Regions from separate parts of the Mus musculus genome. Here region 1 is linked to region 2. Evidence: chromatin contacts called from public HiChIP or PLAC-seq data. All regions are on one chromosome and are shown on one strand. The core of a region is the stretch at or near the end of the contact, and the rest is flanking DNA. Distances in the headings are between cores, read along the strand shown. Region 1 has its middle 21 kb from the start of Gm26562. Region 2 has its middle 4.7 kb from the start of Gm32740.

The links. HiChIP or PLAC-seq counts read pairs in DNA pulled down with a chosen protein or histone mark.
Region 1: an H3K27ac HiChIP or PLAC-seq map of T-cell acute lymphoblastic leukemia shows a contact between it and region 2, with 3 times the contacts expected there. The contact joins two enhancer-like sites. A contact is called at or near these places in 4 of 15 datasets of contacts at CTCF or cohesin (the NIH/3T3 cell line, embryonic stem cells and large pre-B cells), 13 of 484 Hi-C or Micro-C datasets (CD8 T cells, the G1E-ER4 cell line, Sertoli cells and 7 more), 13 of 115 datasets of contacts at active chromatin or transcription factors (T-cell acute lymphoblastic leukemia, bone marrow-derived dendritic cells, embryonic basal ganglia and 7 more) and 1 of 9 other capture datasets (embryonic stem cells).

Annotation. Positions count from the first base shown.
Region 1 is chr16:30,224,056-30,230,769 of GRCm38.p6, forward strand. No RefSeq gene overlaps it. Among named protein-coding and RNA genes, the nearest start is that of Gm26562, 21 kb to the left of the region's middle. Within about 2 kb of position 3,401, at least 55 of the 459 cell types and tissues checked have an H3K27ac peak or open chromatin away from gene starts, as enhancers often do. A contact at or near this core is called in T-cell acute lymphoblastic leukemia, where this site is marked.
Region 2 is chr16:29,852,553-29,859,193 of GRCm38.p6, forward strand. No RefSeq gene overlaps it. Among named protein-coding and RNA genes, the nearest start is that of Gm32740, 4.7 kb to the right of the region's middle. Within about 2 kb of position 3,854, at least 9 of the 459 cell types and tissues checked have an H3K27ac peak or open chromatin away from gene starts, as enhancers often do. A contact at or near this core is called in T-cell acute lymphoblastic leukemia, where this site is marked.

The DNA.
Region 1 (6,714 bases), core at 2,151-4,650, 370 kb after region 2:
GGGAGGCATAGGCAGGTGGATTTTGAGGCCAGCCTGGTCTACAGAGGACTTCTAGGACATCCAGAGCTACACAAAGAAACCCTGTCTCAAAAAACAAACAAACAAATAAAACAAAAACAAAAACAAAACAACAAGAAGAAGGCAGGTGCAATGGTGCGTTCCTGTAACTCCAGATCTGGCTAGGAGAGTAGACACAGATAGACGCTCATTGGCTAACTACTTTAGCCGTATCTGTGAGATCTAGGTTTAGTGGGAGACCCTGTATTTTCAAAAGCTTTTTTGTGGCTGTCAAGAGGAAGCTGAACTTCTCCTTCCCAGCCATGGCTGTTAGAAGCTCAGTGAAGTAGATGATTAAATATATGCTTCATACCATCTATAGCATCAACTTCAACTTTCCTAGATGCTCTGACCCTTTAATATAGTTCCTCACGTTGTAGTGATCACCAACCATAAAGTTATTTTGTTGCTACTTCATAACTGGAATTTTGCTATTGCTATGGATCATAATGTAAGTATCTGTCTTTTCTGATGGTCATCCAACCCCCAAAAGGGTCATGAAAATGTGTTTGTGATCACTGTGAGAAGCTATGATCACAATATAGCTGGTGCTCTGGACAAAGAGTAGAAGAGTTACATGGTCTGCATAAGTGGGGGAAATGGCAGATAAAGTTTTCCTGGGAAACAATGTGTCTTTACTCATGACAAATAAAGTTTTCCCAGGAAACAATGTGTCTTTACTCATGACAAATAAAGTTTTCTGGGAAACAATGTGTCTTTACTCATGACAAATAAAGTTTTCCCAGGAAACAATGTGTCTTTACTCATGACAAATAAAGTTTTCTGGGAAACAATGTGTCTTTACCCACAGTGCAGTGGGTACATCTGCTGTTGAGAAAGGGGCATTCTTGTTCTACACCAAATAGAGAGAACTGGAGAGAGGATGTATAAGTCTGTTTGCAGATGCATTGTGGGAGCTAATCTGAGTGTTCTCAACTTGGTTGTGTGTGTGTGTGGTGTGTGTGTGTGTGTGTGTGTGTGTGTGTGTGTGTGTGTGTGTGGTGTGTGTGTGTGTGTGTGTGTGTGTGTGTGTGTGAGAGAGAGAGAGAGAGAGAGAGAGAGAGAGAGAGAGAGAGAGGAGACTTACTACTGTGCTTCCGCAGTTGGGGCCCAAAAGAACTAGCAGGATCCAAAAGCTTTTTAATCTCTCAAAAGAAAATGGTGTCCACCAATATGTTATCAGAAAACCGTTAAACAAAAGAAGGTAAGAAACCGAGGACCACAGTGAGAGGCCAAACTTATTCCATCTTGGGACAGGCCTCCATTTTAAAAGGAAAAAAAAAAAAAAAAGCCTACAAACTTGACCTGCAGCTGAACCCAAGCTACACCCAAGTATCAGCAAGGACCTCACAGCTTGTCCTTGTCCCATACTTCAGAGTCACTCCCTAGCTACGTCCTAAAAACAGTTAATCAAAGGTTAGCATGATTGTTTCAGGTGTACTTTCAGACCATTCGCTTCAGCGTGCCCACCTGTCGGATTACAATAGTCACTCAGTTAGATATTTGCTAGGCTGAACACCCCTCACTAGCACCTATTTCCCTATAAAACCCTGTTCCAAGGAGGGTTTGGGGCTACTTCACCAGTCTGTCCCGTGGGTCAGTGTTGAGTAAGCCCAAACTTGAGTTTATAATAAAAAGACCCTAATGTGATTACATCAGAGGCGGCTCCTTGGTGGTCTTCCTGGCACAACAGCAGCATCCAGGATTCATGTCTTATTATCCACGTGTCCTGAAACACAAGCATCATCATATCGTGGGAGGAAACAATAAAAACAAGGAGGCTGTAGAATGGGATAAACTTTTAAATAAGAGAGTGAAGGAAGCCAAAGAAAATGGCAGGAATAGATGACCAAGAAATAGGCTGTCCTCACTCAGAGCTTCTACTTCTGAACCCAGTCAAAAATAGGTCTTTAAGATAACAAGTCAATGCTCAGACCTTGAATCTCCAAGGACGATAACACCAACAATCATGTGAGAAGCAATCAAGGAAGACATCCAGTATTGACCTCAGGCCTCAGGACATGTACATACGAGCAAGTATTGAGAGACCAATCTTTTGAGTTCAGACTCCATCTTAGAGTACCTGACTTAAGGCTGAACTCAAGTTAACTAGCAGGCCAGCACCTAGCACCAGTCTCCAGGCTATCCTCCAACAAAATCTGTGTCTAGCACCAGTTTCCAAGTTATTCCCCAACAAATCTGCACTTCCAGGTTACAAGCCCATCCCTGACATTTCACTCCCTAACAACCATCAATCAGGAGGCAAACAGAAGTTAAGTTTATGGTTTGGCTTCCAGCATCAGTTCGTAACGCCCCCCCCCCCCCATCAGATGTGTATCAGCCTAGATACCCCCTTCTTGCCTCTATAAATGCTTTCCTGAAACTGGGCTCAGAAGACCCCCTCCTAGTCTCCTTGTCAGAGACTTTGGTGTGGCCCAAGCTAGACTTGAATAAAGAGACACTAATGTGATTGCTTTTGGCTCCTTTGTGGTCTTTTTTGGGGGTTCACAAACTTTTCTTGGAGAGAGAGACAGAGAGAGAGAGAGAGGGAGAGAGAGAGAGAGACTAAAGCCAGAGGAGTTGTTGTCTTAAATGACAGCAAAAATCTGAGGATGAGTTAGCAGTTCCGAACCCCCAGCCCCCGGAAGGCATGAGAGGTCAGGGAGGGTGGGATGGGATGGGAAGGTTCCCCTCCCTCACCCTGACTCATCTGCTGTTCCTGGTATCAGACATTGATTTCATCAGTCAGTCTGAGCTTCTCCTTGGCCACATTGGCAGAAAGTAAGACATCCTTCTATGGTTTTGTTTTATTCATCCCCAGGGCAGGTGACCACCATAGCCAGGAACAAGTCTCTATTTTTTAACTAATCATTTATTGGGGCAGCAAGGGAGAGGGTTGCTTATTAGTTGGTTGATTGACTTTGTTCGTTTGGGAGAATCTTGTATAGTCCAGACTGGAACTGGACATCCTCCTGCATCGGCCTCTCAAATATTGGGATTACAGGTAGGCGCATGCTGCTGAAACAGGATTTTGCTTCCTTCCTTGTCAGTCCAATGGGAGCCTGAGGGAGAAAGGTTGGAGACAAACCGAATTACTAAGTCAATACATATTTATTGAGAACCTACTAAATCCCAGACACTGTTCTAGACAGCTCAACTTCCCTTCCCCTGATCAGGTTCATAGAGAGTTCATCATGCCAGAGTGAATGACAGTGTTAGAACCTTTTAGCCCTTCAGCTCCCAGAGTGAGAGCCCCAATGCACCCCCTCTCCGGTCTACAGTGAGGCTCTGCCAACCAGAGCACATCAGCTGCTCCTATCTCTCAGTGGCTCAGAACCACTCAGCAATCAGCCACATCAGCCCTCCTCCTCCCGCCACAGTTGGTGGCACATCCACCCACCCGCTCAGGGATGCACCGTGAGGTCAACTCCCTGCCACCTGCTTCCTCCCTCAGTGGCCACAAGGCAAACACCAGCCTGGGAAGAGGAGGAGCCTGTCACTCTAGAAGAGATAAACACTGCCCATCGGGACAGGAAAGCACAATTTCTGAGAAGCCTGTCCCCTTCCCATGGGGCTGGCTCCGGGGGCGGGCAGAAGCCAGGAGAACACCTGCAGATAGTAGATTTTCCTCCTTGGAGGGAAGCTAGAAAAGGAGCCCCTGGCATCTATTAAAGACTTGATGAAGCAGAATACTGCCAGCATGTGCTTGCTGGAGTCTGGCGAAGCAGTCCTGCTGTCCAGCGTCTCCTAACACAGGCACTTGATGGTCCACAGTACCCTCTCCATAAAGAAAGCCTTTGTGTAGCAACCGTGAGGGAGAGTTCCAGGCTAAGCGCAAGATATTCCAGTATTGGAATCAAATTTCTAAAGCTTAAAAAAAGAAAAAAATCAAACTGCACAGAGTTACGGGAGATTATTCTCTGATGAAAGGTTGGTCCCAGATCCATGACTCTCAGAGAGAGGAGGAAGGACAGAAAGAAGAGCTCACGCAGCCCACCCAAGCTTCTATGAGTTTCTAGCAAGTTCCAGGTGATGCCGGTCCAGGCCCTGAAAAGCCTGTTGTAGGAAATGGTTAAGGTCAGCTGCTTTGGAAAAGTACTCTCTTACCTTATGTGAGAGAGAACACGGGTTGGCATCTTGGTGGCTCTTCTTCCAAGTGCTAGAGAAATGGCAGAGAATCTGCCATCACAAGTGCATGCCCAACCAAGGCTCTGCCTAAATCGCTACAGGCAGCACCCACATTTACAGATCCTAAGTTATTGTCCTTATTAGAACTGGGGAAATAGGCTGTGTGGACTCTATCACTGCTCGTTTTTTTTTAAATATTTTTTAAGATTTATTTATTATTATATGTAAGTACACTGTAGCTGTCTTCAGACACACCAGAAGAGGAAGTCAGATCTTGTTACAAATGGATCTTGTTACAGATGGTTGTGAGCCACCATGTGGTTGCTGGGATTTGAACTCTGGATCTTCGGAAGAGCAGTCGGGTGCTCTTACCCACTGAGCCATCTCACCAGCCCTCACTGCTCGTTTTTAATGAGAACTTGGAACTGAGCAGAGCTCATGGAACTTCTCTCAAGAAACATGGCCACATGGCAAGAGGTGACTACAGGGGCAAATCACCCTTGACCCCAGTGGCCACCCACTCCCTCAGCTCTGGAAGACACTTTCCACCCAGAGGTGAAGGTCCCATTCTTACAGTTTACAGAGGCCTTGTGGCAATCAAATATGTATCGTTTACCCCAAAGTCAAGCTACACTCGAATGTCAGCGATCGTTGTAATCACCATACACAGAGAAGACACACCCGTGCAGAGCAGAAAAGCCACAGTCTGGAAAGGCAGAACTCCAGACGTTACTTTCATTTTCTAGAATGTTTCCATGGTACATGAAATGTCGTTGCCTCACAATTGTGCATGTGATGGAGACGGGTGTGAATTCTCCTACTTGCTCAGACAGGGAAGAGACTCACCCAAGGCCTCTTCCCATGGTGCCTGAAGAGCACTAGGGCCTTGAGAAATCCGTTTAATTGAGTTCCAAAGCCAAAACCTCCCGAAGAGGCCTGGGCCTGCAGAGCATAGCTCAGAGCATTCTAGCTGCGACTACACAGAATCAAAATACAGAGCAATCTAGCTGGGAATGCCTGGCTCTGTTCCTGAGCAGGTAACGGAGTCCTTAATTAAACCTGTGCCCCAGGTGGTCTAACCCAAGCTTTCAAAAACTGCCCCTTGCTCCTAAAGAGGCAATGATCTTTGGACTTTGAAAGCTCTTCTATTTTGGCTGGTTCTCAACACCAAACAGAGCTGATATCAGGCTACTGAGGCTTTTCTGCTCAGTGTTGGGCCATGAGATGGGGTTGGGAAGTGTTGTGGGCCGACCAGCAGCTCGTGAGGAACGGTTCAACTGAGATGGCAGCTCAGGCTGAAAGAGAGGAACTAAACGGACGGAAGAAAGAATGGAGCCAAGTCAAAACCAACTCTGATCAAAGCTCAATTTTACTATATCAACAGGCAGTTATGAAGGAGGGGAAGGGGGGACCGATTCCCGCCAAATAGTCCTGGGGACCAGTAGTACGGTGACCACGTGTATGGCTCCGAACAGCAAAGCGGCAGGTTCCAGCAGTGGGCATGGCAGAACGATTGAGCGGCAAGCTCCATCCAGGTGTAAACAGTGGAACCATTGAGGCTGGGGGACGGGAGGCTACAGGGAAGGGTGAGAGGGGAGAGGGTTCACGTCACAGACATACGCCAACATGTAGACATCAGCTAGTTCAGCAAGCTGAGCCACATGTTCCTGGGGACGGACCTAGCTCTGTGATGCAGTTAGCCAGCCCCTGGTCCATGCTGGCGTGTGCATTTGTATATTCCGCAGCTTGCTCTTCTCCTCTGCCCCGGATCCAATTCAAAGTGCCATGAAGCACGGAATGCACTCGCGCAACCCCACTGGTTAGATCAATCACATTGGCGTTTCCTATATTCTTTTTCACCCCAAGGTTACCAGACTGGGTCACTAAGGTGATTCTCTATGTGATGTCTCTGGGCCATCACAGGAAAGTCATCATAAAAAACACATCGATGTCTTTCTTACAGGCATTGCTAACACGTTTGCCCTTTGTACATCCTTCAGGAATCCCTCGCAAGTTTCCTTTAGAACTCAAAAACTATGTAATTTTATCTCTCCTAGAATCCATATAATCGTTTCCCCCTCTACGGTCACCAAGAGCCTAAGAGTTAAGTTTAGTAAAGGTGTCAGGTCTGGGGCTGTTGAGATGGCTCAGTAGGTAAAGGTGCCTGCAGTGGAGCCTGGCTGACTGACTTGTGAGTCCTCGGGGCTCACAAGGTGAAAGGAGAGAACTGACTCCCACCATTGCCCTGGGACCTCCACAAGCACCTCAAGGCATGTGCTCATGCGTGAACCAATAAACAAGCAAATGAAATAAGAATCATTTTTTTATTTAAGTTTTGCATATTTACTTCCCTCCTCTTTCCTATGGTTTTGAAAATAGGATGACTATTTTAACAATCTCAGTATCATTTGTTTGTTGTAAGCCACCCAAATGCTTTCTCCGACTCCCTCTTTTTAATAGAGCAGGTCTCATAGAGCTCAGATTGGCCTTGAACTTATTCTGTCGCAGATGATGACCTTGAATTCATGA
Region 2 (6,641 bases), core at 2,604-5,103:
CATACAGGATGTACCATTATGTCAACACTTGACCTTGAACAAGTCAGTTTCATTTCTAGTCTGCCATGGCTCCCCCATTTCTTTCCCAAGAAAGAAGTCAAATCATTTTTAACATTCTCTTTAGATTTTTTTTATAGATTTATTCATTTATTTATTTTATGTATGTGAGTACACTGTAGCTGTCTTCAGACACACCAGAAGAGGGCTTTGGATTCTATTACAGATGGTTGTAAGCCACCATGTGGTTGCTGGGAATTGAGTTCAGGACGTCTAGAAGAGCAGTCAGTGCTCTTAACTGCTGAGCCATCTCTCCAGCTCTTTTTTCAGAATTTAAATTTGAAAATCTACTGTCTCTGTTTCAATTGGTAGCTGTACTCTGAGTCTTGTCCTTGGGCCTATGGCTCCTGAATTTAGGAACCCACATCCCCAAAGATGGAGACTTTCAAAAGAGGAAGCCCAAGCCTTGATCATTGGTACCGTAACTTCAAAGGCCTTGAAAAGCTGGTCCTCTACCTCTGGGACACTAATGTGTAGAGGGAATCTCTTGTGTACTGTATGCATGAAGCACCTGTCAATCAAATGCTGATTGGCCTATAAGCTTAGGCAAGAAATAGAAGGTGAGACATCCGGTAGGGAGATGGAATTCTGGGATAGAGAGAAGGGTCGGGGGTTTCACCTGAGAACATGGAAGAAGATAGAAGCCACGTGGCAGAACTTACATTAGAATAAATGAGATATTAAGTTATGATCTAATCGGGGAACCAACCAAAAAAATGTATGCCTAAGGTGTTTGTAAATACATTTCCTGTCTCAGAGTCATTATTACAGGAGTTTGGGGCCGGGAGGAAAAACATGCACTCAACACTGATGTTAGTGGCTTTTGAAGAAAACCAGTGAGCAACCTGTCGATTCCTCAGCTTGATCTCAGAAAGTCTTGGAGAGAAGAAGGAAAAGGAGGTTGAGAGTGGTAGTGTACACCTTCAATCCCAGTACTTGGGAAACAGAGACAGTCACTTCAGGGCCAGCCTGGACTGCATAGTGAGTTCCAGCTCAAGCAGGGCTGCAAAATCATTCGAAGGTATTCCAATGACTGCTGCCATATAACCAAGAGTGAAAATTCTAAATCTTACCTGATACATTGCCTTCAAGATTGACTGGAGTAAACTAGGTTTAAAGTTGGGATGAATTTCCATTGTGGGACAAGAAAAAGAAAGGTATATTTTTTTGTGTTTGTTTGTTTGTTTGTTTGTTTGTTTTAGAGACAGGGTTTCTCTGTGTAGCCCTGGCTGTCCTGGAACTCCCTTTGTAGACCAGGCTGGTCTCGAACTCAGAAATCCACCTGCCTCTGCCTCCCGAGTGCTGGGATTAAAGGCATGAGCCACCACACCCAGCAAGAAAGGTATCTTTAGGTTCAATAATATTCATTTATTTTATGAAACACAAACTGTATTTAAATATATACACACATACAAAAGACAAAATGACATTTCATTCATAGTTGCTGTAGACCATGGCCTACTCGCTTCTGAGATGACTACAATTCTTTCAGTTTCCTCTTCTGCATGAGCAGTCAGACCTGAAAAGTAACTCCCAGCACCCAGATTCTCATGGCCTGCTGCAGGAGGCTGCTGGAATCTTGCAGTCAAAGGAGCCAACAGTTTCCAGGGCGGCATCTGCTCAGACAGGAATGTGTGAGAAAACACCAGGGCAAGCTCACCACTATATTTTATATTCTTAGACGAGAAGAGAGTCACTGAGGGGTGTCTGCTCTTTTCTCCTTTTGATATCTGGAAGGTCAGCACTTAGAAGCTGGGATCTCACAGACAGACTGTGAGTGTGAGCATCCCCGAGAGACCTACGGTTGGGATGCTGGAACTGACAACGATCCTTTCTTTCTAACACTGAACTGACGAGGCTTACATGTAACTTGCCAGTATTAAGAGTCACGAGGATCTTGTGTCAAGGATCTTGTTAAAAGGATAATAGAACACAATGTTGTATAGAAAATAGGGGAGGGGATTGAGCTGTTTGTAACAAAATTTGCAAAAGATTTTCGGCCTACAGTCAGACTCTTGTTCTGACTTTAAGATCATTGTACTTTTAATATGGAAGATAGGCCTGGAGAGATGGCTCAGTGGTTAAAAGCACTGACTATTCTTCCAGAGGTCCTGAGTTCAATTCCCAGCAACCACATGGTGGCTCACAACCATCTGTAATGGGATCCAATGCACTCTTCTGGTATGTCTGAAGGCAGTGATGGTGTACTCACATACATAAAACAAGTAAATAATGGTATAATATGGAAGATAGATCCATACTTAGAATTGTCACAGGATTTTATCATTTCTCTTATTCTCATCTCAATCTCAAATCACACAAGAAGAAAGAGGAAATCTACTCTCAATATCACGCCTGTGCCTTCAAACAACCACTGGAGTGCAGGCGCACACCTGCTAAGAGTCCTCCTCAGACAGTTCCCATGGCTCTGGCCGCCACCTCACAAATCTAGGTGCCGTAATGAGCCTTGCACATTTCCAAGAGCAAGCTTGCTTGCTCCCATTCAAAGGCTCGGATGTTTTCCTCTCTCCCATAATCCATTAATATATTTATGCCAAATTTGGAATTACACTGTAGAAGGAGGAGAGAGCCATACCAAGGACACGGCCACTCAACTCGAGTGTGCCTTTATTCCTTTCCACAGGCAAGATGCTTCTGGCTGGCCCACAGCTGAGTTCGCTCATTGTGCCAGGCAGCAGAGGCATCTGAACTAATTCCCCTCACTGCTAACTAGGCAAGTCAAGTTTAGGGAGCAGGGGTGGGGGTGGGGGGAAATTATATAATTTGAGTTAATTGGTTTGGGGCTACCCAAAGCCCCAGCTGTACTGAAGGGAATTGTTTGGTCTTCAAAACCCAATTAGAGTCATTCAGGAGATGTAAAATAGATTTTATTCTTCTCCTTGCCAAGCTGTTGTGAGGAGACTAGCCTCCATACCGTATAGGAAAATATCCTTTCATTATGGCTGCCCAAAGGCATCCTGAAAACAGGTAGATCCAAAGGCGTGGGGGCCAGCTACAAAGGAACACGCTAAGCAGCTCATTTCTTTTACAGGTTCAGGAATGCAGCTCGAGTGATAAGACAGGAACCTCAGTGACCCTTGAGGTCCCGTAAAATGTGTGCTCGATAATCAAATGCTTTGAAGAAACAACTCCATCTGTTCTTTTTTTTTTTTTTTTCCTAAGTAGAGATTGGCTGAATAGGTTTGAAGCTTTCAAGGTTGACTTTCCTAGATCTAAAATAACCACACGCGATATCCTTCGTTATGTGTAAGCGGTGGCCACAGAAATCAACTTTCAGCAACCACAGCGTGAGTTTCCATGTGGGCAGAGCATGAGAGCCATTGCATGGTGAAAGTGATTGGAAACACACTAGGTTTTTGATCCAACAGTTTATGCTTAAGACTGGTTTTCTATTATGACCCCAAAGATCATTCCTTTTTTATCTACGTAGTTATTTATTTCAATTTCTTTAGACAGTGTCTTACTATGTAGCCTTCGCTGGCCTGGAACTCCCTCTGTAGACTAGGCTGGCCTCTAACTCAAACAGATCCACCTATCTCTACCTCCTGAGTTCTGGGATTAAAGGCATTTACTACCACTCCTAGCCAAGATCATTCCTTTTTGTGGCAGGTCTATTTGACCTAAAAAGAAGCTAGAAGGAGAAGGCGATCTGTGGAAAGGTCCCTCCTTTGTTTAGAGTCATTGCTTGATGCAGCAGATGCACAAACTTTGCTCTTCCGTGAGAGAGCACTGTGTGCATAACACAGGAAAGGAAAGATCAAATCTTATCTTCAAAAGACTTTTAGTCTCACTAGAATGAGACCTACAGAAAGGCTGTATGTCTAAGAGTACTGACGCACATGGAGAATGAGCAAAAGCACAAAGATTTACTGGGAGATGTCTTAAGCCTATTGAGGTTGAAGGTGGGTCTTGAAAACTCAAGGGTGATCTTCAAAGCTGTGAGTGCAGATGACGGAAGACTCCCTGGCCACCATTCAAGACCCCTCCTGAGCTTCACTTGGTTGGGAAAATGTTTCCACCAAACAGAAGGAACAAGAGGAAAGAATAGATGAAGACAGGAAGTCTTCAAGAAATGTGGAAAGCATTGTGCAGTGCTATGAAAAAGCAACCACTGGGGGCATGCATCCTTAGCTGCTACATTTTAAAGATGAGGCCAGAGGATTCCAAGTCTGGGACTAGCCTCAGCTACACAAGGAGTTCAAAACTACTTGGGCTGCATGAGACCCTATCTGAGGAGGAGGAGGAGGAAGAGGAAGAAATGCAGCCAAGAATACTAGAATACATGCAGAAAACAATTGGAAATCACAACTGAGACTAGTTAAGGCCTGGTGTGCAGCAGTGTCTGACGCCTGGAAGGGAGGCAAAGACTGCAGACTCCCCATCCCAGACTTTGCCCAGTCCTCCCCTCCCTGAGCCAGTGTATCGGTGGTGTCCAGGTGCCACAAGTGGAGATTCAGAACATGGGACCACAATGTATTAAAAGTTATTATTTAGAAGCTAGCCCTTTAAGGGGACACTGAGCCCCATAGAGGAGTTAAGTACTTCCTTCTTGAGACAGGGATACATACCTATGTTCACCATATAGTAGGTATTCTGCCATCCCTGTGACACAAACAGAATGCCACCTTTGGCTGGCTATTGGAGAAAGTGTGCCTCATTTCCCTGATGGACCAGATCTTTCTGCCTGGTGGTAGGGTGATGGTAGTGGTGGTACAGGCACTTTACCCATAGTTAATCTTGGGCTGGAATTGTTCCAACTGAAACCCTCACCCCTTCTGTCCACACAGTCTACCATGTCAAGGTTCCTGGGAAAAAGTAGAGTCCTGATGGTGACATGGTCCACCTCTAATCCTAAAATGACCTCCAATTATTCTTAAAATTAAATACCCAATTCTCATCTGGGTCCTTGCCTCCCTTCCAGGCATCAGACACTGCTGCACACCAGGCCAGAAGGGGAACGTAGAGTCGAGGATGGGCAGGATTCCAGGCTGGGAGCAAATGCCACAGGGGTGGCAGAAGAGGGAAGGTCTTCTTTAGGGAAACTTAGTGTAACGGCTCTTTTAAGCAAAGACCCTCCCCATGGCAATCCTTAAAGAAGCAGCTGTTATTTTAGCTTGTTCATATTTCTTTATTGGGGGTAGATATAAATGAATACACTTTATTCAGGGTGAACTAGGGATTGATTATATAATTTTGGGTAAGGTTGTGAGAATATCCAGGGAGGAAAGGTCATTGGCTGAAGGCTAAGGCTATTGAAATGCCTCATTAGCATGGAGAGGCTTTCCGGATGGTGTGCTACATAACTGAGGGCCCTGGGCATATTATCTGAGTGCTGTGGTTATGTGCTCCAGAGCAGGCATTTGAGCAGGGAGGGAGAAGCCCCAACTTCTACAGTCTCTGATCTCTGAGATTCCTGGGGTTTGAGCATGCCCCACCTCACCAGTCCCATGCCCATCTAGTGGCACAGTCCACGGGCCTACAGTATATCCCAGTTCTCTGAGAGCTAAGCTGCCGCATAAATTTAGAAATGCCACGAAGACAATGTTTTCAGAAGTAAAGACTTTGAAGAAGACAGGCCAAGAGTATGCAAGCTGTCCTCTAAAAGAGCCAAGTCAACATACAGAGATGCCATCAAATAGGCAGGAGATACCCCAAAGCCAAAATATATCACAAGCCAGAGGCAGGACTTAGACAGGCTTGGAGTAAATGAAATCAAGAACTGTGTGTTGGTGAGACTACTCAGTGGGCAGGGGTGCCAGTCACCAAGCCTGAAGACCTATGCTTCCAAGGGTCAAGGCATGGTGAAAGGAGAGAACCAATTCCTACAAATGTTCCTTTGACCTACTCACATACTCTATACCATGTGCCCACTAACATACACAGACAGATGTGCCTATCAACATACATAGACAGACAGACAGACAGACTAGTTACACTCACACAACACTGTAACTATTTTTAGACAGACAATACATCAAAGGCTTGCAGCTGTATAAAGAAGGGTGGCCATACATTATACGAAATTTTTCAAGATTAAATTTTTTTAAGGGCGGTGACACAACAGGAAGCAGCAGAAAGGGAGGATCCAGCCTTTGAAATTTGGCATTCTTCATACCTAAGGAGAAGCACACTGGCTCCAGACTTCTGAAGCAGTGTCATAAGGCAATGGAGCTATCCAGCCTTTTAGACACAGGGCCCTCAGACAGAAGCAGCAGAGTGCCTACACATTCTTACACCGATCACAAACCATCCACCAAGGCTGGCTTCTGGGGCAATGAAGGGCCAGATATGAGTTTCCACGTGTTCCCAGATAATACCCAGATAAGTTCTTTAGCTGGCCAGGGGAGAAAGTGTGCGTAACAGATCAGATCTTCCTGCCTGGTGGTAGACAGTTTCCCTGACAGCTCAATTCTTTCTGCCTGGTGTAGACTAGTGGGAATGCTGGTATAAGCTCTCTACCCTGACTTTGCTCTCACCGAATCCCTCACTGCTTCTCCCCACACAGTCCACACATGTCACCAGATGGGTGAATTACAACTCACATCCACATGTGAATTCCTGAT